Linked DNA regions of Mus musculus: region 1 is linked to region 2. Evidence: chromatin contacts called from public HiChIP or PLAC-seq data. All regions are on one chromosome and are shown on one strand. Each heading gives the region's core, a stretch centred on a gene start, on an enhancer-like site or on the middle of the called end of the contact. The rest is flanking DNA. Distances are from core to core; before and after follow the strand shown. Region 1 overlaps Irak2 (interleukin-1 receptor-associated kinase 2). Region 2 holds the start of Il17rc (interleukin 17 receptor C).

Region 1 (2,700 bases), core at 140-2,639, 200 kb before region 2:
GAGGCCAGCTCCATGGTGTCAATCCTTTTAAGCCTGGTGACATCTTGCAACAGGTGCAATTTGTCATCTTGAATGACAGGAGGAGACCAGGAAGTGGGAGGTGTCCTGAGCAGCCGGGGTCACATGATGGGGGATGCCCCTGTGCTGCCCCTGTGCCACTGCCTGGCAGAGGACACAGAGAAACCTCCAGTGTGGTTCCACAGCAGATGCTGTTCTACCTGGGGTGGCCTGAAGGACTGGGGAAATCAAGGGCACGGAGGGGGAGGGGAGGCTCAGCACTCACTTGGTAAATACCCAGGCACCTCCATCCTGTGGGTACCAGTAGCCAGGGCTGAATCAAGCACCTATCATGCTACTTTGCAGAAGGGACTCAAGTATCCATAGACTCTGGTACCCTGCAGGAAGGAGTTCTGGAACCAGTTCCTCAATGGCCGCTGGGTCACCAGAAGTCTGATCATCACTGAAGCCGGCTGATGGAAGCATGAACCGTCTACTCGAGTGGGTTGGTCTGTTTGTTCTTGTTTTTGTTTTTTGAGACAGGGTTTCTCTGTGTAGCTCTGGCTACCCTGGAGCTCTCTGTAGACCAAGGTGCCTTTGCCTCATGAGAGCTGGGATTAAAGGCTTGCACCACCACCACCACCTGGCCAAGATTTTCCATTTTTTAAATGTTTTCAAAGAACTGTCTAAGGTTTCCCCGGATGGCCGGGCAAGGCAGAGCAGCCCAGCCGATGAAGTAACCATGGACCACCCTTGCAGCCTGGACAGCAGCACAGAGCCTTCAATGCACTGCTTTCGTTGTCTGTGTGGACACTGCAGATTCTTAATAAGAAACTACACATACTACAACATATACCACACACACAATATACACCACACACACCCATAAACACACCAAACTCCATGCATCACACACACACACACACTTCATACCATACCACACACACAATACACCATACACACACACACACACACACACACTGTACTGCAAACACTACATACACTGTATACACTGTTGCCACAGTGGATCACAGAGGGCCTAGTGTGTAACTTCCTGTCTGCTGAGCGCTGCACGGGTTCATGGAAGGTCGGGGACACACCGCAGGACCCATTCATCTCAACATAAAAGTCCTCAAAATACAACGCTCCAAGCGCCCAAACTTTTCCTCTAAAATAAAAAACGCCCTCAAACAGCAACTTCCCCGGACAGACCACAAGCCTGAAATCTGGGGCTTTCCCAGGGCTGAGTGGCCTCAGTAATCAATGGAAAGAATAACTCCTCCTGTTTCAACTCAGAAATAGAACTTCCGCTTCTGTGGGAGGGACTGCAGGGACAGGCCCAGTGGCCCCGGCACACCTGCTCCCCAGGGCCACTCAGGAATGTGGGCCACACAAAGGCTAATGGTGAAAGTACAGAGAGGCCCTGGCACCCGCCCGCTCCTCCCCCACCTCCCCTCTCATTATCTTTCTCCCTTTGGCAAAGGAACAGCAGTTTGGCCCGGGTCTGAGGACCTATCAGGAATTGGGGTTCATAGGTCAGCACATTTTTCCCCTTCCTTCTTCGATATCTTTAGTTACAGGAAATAGTCCTTGACTTAGCATTAACTGCCAGCCCCCTCCACACACACTTTTCCTCCTTTTTTTTTTCTTTTTTCTTTTTTTTCTTTTTTTTTTTTTTTTGAGATGGGGTCTCATTATGCAACCCTGGCTTGGAACTGGATATAGAAACTGTAGAGAGCACAAGGTCCTTGTGTTCACAGTCTGACTCCAGGTCCGACTTAGACCACACTAGATTCTCCCCTGGCCCCTTAAGAGCTATAGAAGCCATACTTTTTCTTTCTTTCTTTCTTTCTTTCTTTCTTTCTTTCTTTCTTTCTTTCTTTCTTTCTTTCCTTTTTTCCTTCTCTTCTCTTCTTTTCTTCCTTTTTCTTCTCTTCTCTTCTTTTCTTCCTTTTTCTTCTCTTTTCTTTTCTTTCTTTTTTCAAACTTGGAGACCTATCTTCCTCTGCCTCCAAGTGCTGGGATTAAAGGCATTATCCCCCACCACCCAGCTAGAATCTGTGAGGACAGGACAGCCAGCCCTGACCTGATTGCCCGGTGGTGTTGCCTGCCCAGAAATGAGCTACTCCAGTCTTCCAAGCACTCAGACCTGAGCGACCATTCACACGCATCCCCTGTAATGACTAAAGAAACATCATATGGAGCCAGGCATCCGGTAAAGGCCACGGACCTGTTGCTCTGGAATGCCTGGAGATCCTGGGCCTGCGGGGGAGATCAGAATAGGACAATGGGCTGTGAGGTGTTAACATCTATCTGCCTCTGAGTCTGTAAAGCCTGCTTCTCACTATGGGAAGGGATGGCGTGGTCTTTTATTACTATGTAGCAGGAAAGTAAGGAACAGCTGAGGGAAGTGAAACATTCTCCAGCCCAGCTGTGGCTTCCATCGGCAGTTGTTTTGCACACCTTTCTACTGGCTATGGAGTTGTTTTTAACTGGATTTCCCTGTCCCCTCACACAGATCCATATGGTTACCAGCTCTGGTATCTGCAGAGGCACATGCCTAAAGAAACCATGTTGGCCTGGAATTTTCATTCACACACATACACACACACACACACACACACACACACACACACACACACACACACACCATCCACCCAGCTAAGGTGCCTGATTCTCTGCAATAGGATGCAATGGGCTCTG
Region 2 (3,014 bases), core at 104-2,603:
AGGAGAGCACCACCTGGGCCTGGAGAGAGGCTGAGAGCAACAAGCAGGGGTCAGCCAGGCCATGGGCCACGGGAAAGACCCTGACTAGAAGCAGTAGTTGGGCCAGCTGGCTCCTCACCGTTCCTAGACTCCTGGAGTTCTGAATCAGACTTTCCAGCTTCTTCAGGCTCTGCCCAGTGCCCTGCAAGAAGCAGAGAAGAGAGCAAAGCCCAAGTCGGGCATCTGCTCTGGGCTGGTTCGGGCTTAGATTCCCTTGCATAGATGCCATGGCGCATAAGCAGAGGCCTGGGGGAGAGCAGGCTGGCCTGGAGGTACCTGGACCAGTATCTTAGACATTGCAGATGTCCCCAGAGTCTGCAATCCTCATGCCTTCCCCAGACAGGCTTATGTGTGCACTCAGTTACGGGCGGGCTTCCTCACTTACCATGCACGGCCAAGTGGACCACCACACGGACACAGAGGGCGCAATCTGTCTTCTGTGGACACCTCAGCACCAGCTCCGTCTGCAGGCGGGTAGGCACTAGCACAGGGCCTGGGGCAGACTGGAGGCTTCCAGGCAGGCAGAGCACGTCACCATCTGGGTGTGAAGGGGTGGGGTGGAAGCTGGTTTGGTTTGTGATACCTGCAGAGGGCAGGGGAGCTTCCAGGCTGAGCGCCAGCAGTTGCTTCCCTTCAGCTCGCCTGGAAGTCATTCTTTTCAAGTAGCAATACTTACCCCAGAGGTGGCAGGAGAGGCCCTGGGAAGGAAGAAAAAGTCAATTCAATTCAAGCGCCTTTCCTTGCTTGACAGCCCCCTAGCCACTGCCTATCTCCTTCCAGCGCTCCTTGTCCTAAGCCCTTCCCTGAAGAAAAGACCAATTCTTGTCCCCTTTCCATCTTCTCTTCCCCCATCAGCACCAGACAGACCAGACAGGGCAGTTCTGATAGAGGCAGTGACAGGAGCCAGACTCGGGCTGTGATGAGGCAGAGACTGAACTCTAACTCTGAGCCTTTCCCAGCCTCCCATAGTCCCAGACTCACTAGAGAGCAGCGTGCAGTGTCCTGAGGCTCCATCAGTCTCTCCAGAGAGACGACCACAGGGTTTCGGCCCAGTGCCAAGGACAGCAGGAACCAGGACACAGGCATCTTCCAGGTGCCGGACAGCACCCAGGCCTGAGGCCCCGTCCTGCCCCCCCAAGGGGGGGCAGACCCCTCGCCCCTGCTGACAATCAGCCCCGTGTCCCTGGGAGAGAGCAAGGGCTAGAATTCCTCTCCAGCCATGCTTCCCCACTCCAGTGAGCCTGGACTCCAGGCCCAGTTTCAGCTGGAGTGCTTTCGATTTGGCTCCCAGCAGGCAGTGGCTGTTCCCGCCCCGCCCTGTCCCGTCCCTCCCACCAACTCCAGGCTTAGGAGCCAGCAGCTTTGGACCTGGGTGGTGGCTTCTCCTCCTCCTCCTTGGCTGGTACCTGGCTGGGAGGAGCCCTGGGAAGGCAGCACAGCTGGACTCACTACTGTGTAAAGGAACTCCTACCCCGGATCTCACCAAAAAACAAAGATTCTGATCGATCTGGTCAGAAAGACCCCAGGCTTGTGGCATGCCGGGTGTTTCCACTTCCTGTATGACCCTGGGATCCTAAGGTCCACTGGGTCCCCTCTTACTATGCTCAGGTTCTTCCCTGGGTCTCAGTGACAGTGACCCTCGTGAAACAGGAGCTCTGAAGACAACGGGCTGCTGTCAAAGGGCACCAGAAAGTGAGCTCCCCACTGCCTGGCCCAGGTTCAGGGGAGACGGAGGGGCAGTGAGGCCCGGGAGACCCCTTACTGGGCTGAGTTCTGTCGAGCTGTTGCTGGCACTGGAGGAGAGCGATGGCCATGCTGCCTAGCTTCCGGTTTTCCTTTGCTCTTGGAAGAATCATAGTGAGGAGAGGATCCAGGAGGCACTGGGTCCCCCTTGCCTTTCACAGGCAATGCTTGTGGGAATGAAAGGACTTGGGCTGGTGAGCTGTTCTAGAACAAGCTTAGGGCAGGCTTCCTGACTGGCCCAGGCACACAAGAGCAGCACACTGTTCCTTAATGTGTCTACTACGTTTGCTTTTATTCATCTCTCTTACCAATTGGGTGATGTAGGCTTCTAATCCTAGCACTCCGGAGACAGAGGCAGGTAGATAAACCTCTTTGTTCCAGGCCATCAAGGGCTACACAGTGGGCTTCAGTCTCAAACAAACAAACAAACAAATCAAACTACCTCTGGACGAGGCCTCCCTCTGGGGAAGGTGAGGGACTCCTGGCTGACGGGGTTTCTCTCAACTCTGCCGAGCAGAGCACCTCCCCCCGCCCCCACCCCCTTCAAGCGCTTGACACTTAGGCCCTGCTTTCCAATCCTGGCCTAGCCCTCCAGCCTGAACTGGAGTGCTCGATGCAGATGGTTGTCTTTTTTTTTTTTTTTTTTTTTTTCAGTTTTGAAAAGAAATGGAAAAATCGTCCCTCCTTCTCAGAAAGGGCTGAGGACCTATCAGGAAAGCCCAAGTTCCTCTCAGGAACTCTAAGAGGGAGCAAATGTGAGGGAGGTTGGTCAAGTGTGGGACTTAAGGTGAGTCTTACGGTTTGGGGGACAAGAAGCACCCCCAAAGAGTACATGTGTGAGGCCTCATTCTGGAGTTCCTGCTGTTGCTACACAGGCTGAGGCTACAGACAGCTGAAACCACAGGGACTATTGGTTGAGCCTTGGTAGTCATCTTTGGCAGCCTCAAGTTCCAGCAGGTGACACTGCTCCAGACGGTTTTTCAAGCACCGCTTAGCCCCAAGGTGACTCCAGCTGGAGGCTAGGGTGGCAGGCTGAGCATCCAGTGCTCTCAGCAGGCGCGGCAGGTCACGAAGCAGGCGGTAGCGTGGCAGAGCGCGCAGCGGCCGGGGGATGTCACCTTTGGCGCAGAGGCGACTGAAGTAGGCGAGCAGCAGCGGACGTGGAGCAGCGCACAACAAGGTGCGAAGGGACGCAGCCTGCGGGTCACCGCTGCAGGCGGTGCTGGGACCCG

What was found. HiChIP or PLAC-seq counts read pairs in DNA pulled down with a chosen protein or histone mark.
Region 1: a contact with region 2 is called in an HNF4G HiChIP or PLAC-seq map of pancreatic cancer cells. The contact joins the enhancer-like site here to the promoter of Il17rc in region 2. A contact is called at or near these places in 3 of 39 promoter capture datasets (the C10 cell line, the HPC-7 cell line and embryonic stem cells), 3 of 115 datasets of contacts at active chromatin or transcription factors (embryonic stem cells, microglia and pancreatic cancer cells) and 2 of 9 other capture datasets (adipose tissue and liver).

Annotation. Positions count from the first base shown.
Region 1 is chr6:113,667,395-113,670,094 of GRCm38.p6, reverse strand. The region is part of intron 3 of Irak2 (interleukin-1 receptor-associated kinase 2); the gene reads right to left. Among named protein-coding and RNA genes, the nearest start is that of Tatdn2, 28 kb to the left of the region's middle. Within about 2 kb of position 1,389, at least 232 of the 459 cell types and tissues checked have an H3K27ac peak or open chromatin away from gene starts, as enhancers often do. A contact at or near this core is called in adipose tissue, embryonic stem cells, liver and 2 more, where this site is marked.
Region 2 is chr6:113,469,794-113,472,807 of GRCm38.p6, reverse strand. Il17rc (interleukin 17 receptor C) reads right to left here and starts at 1,353. Exons shown (of 18, transcript NM_178942.1): 1 at 1,021-1,353; 2 at 716-737; 3 at 425-577; 4 at 119-181; 5 at 1-30. The coding sequence starts at 1,125. Il17re (interleukin 17 receptor E) reads right to left here. Exons shown (of 15, transcript NM_145826.6): 15 at 2,050-3,014. The coding sequence ends at 2,665.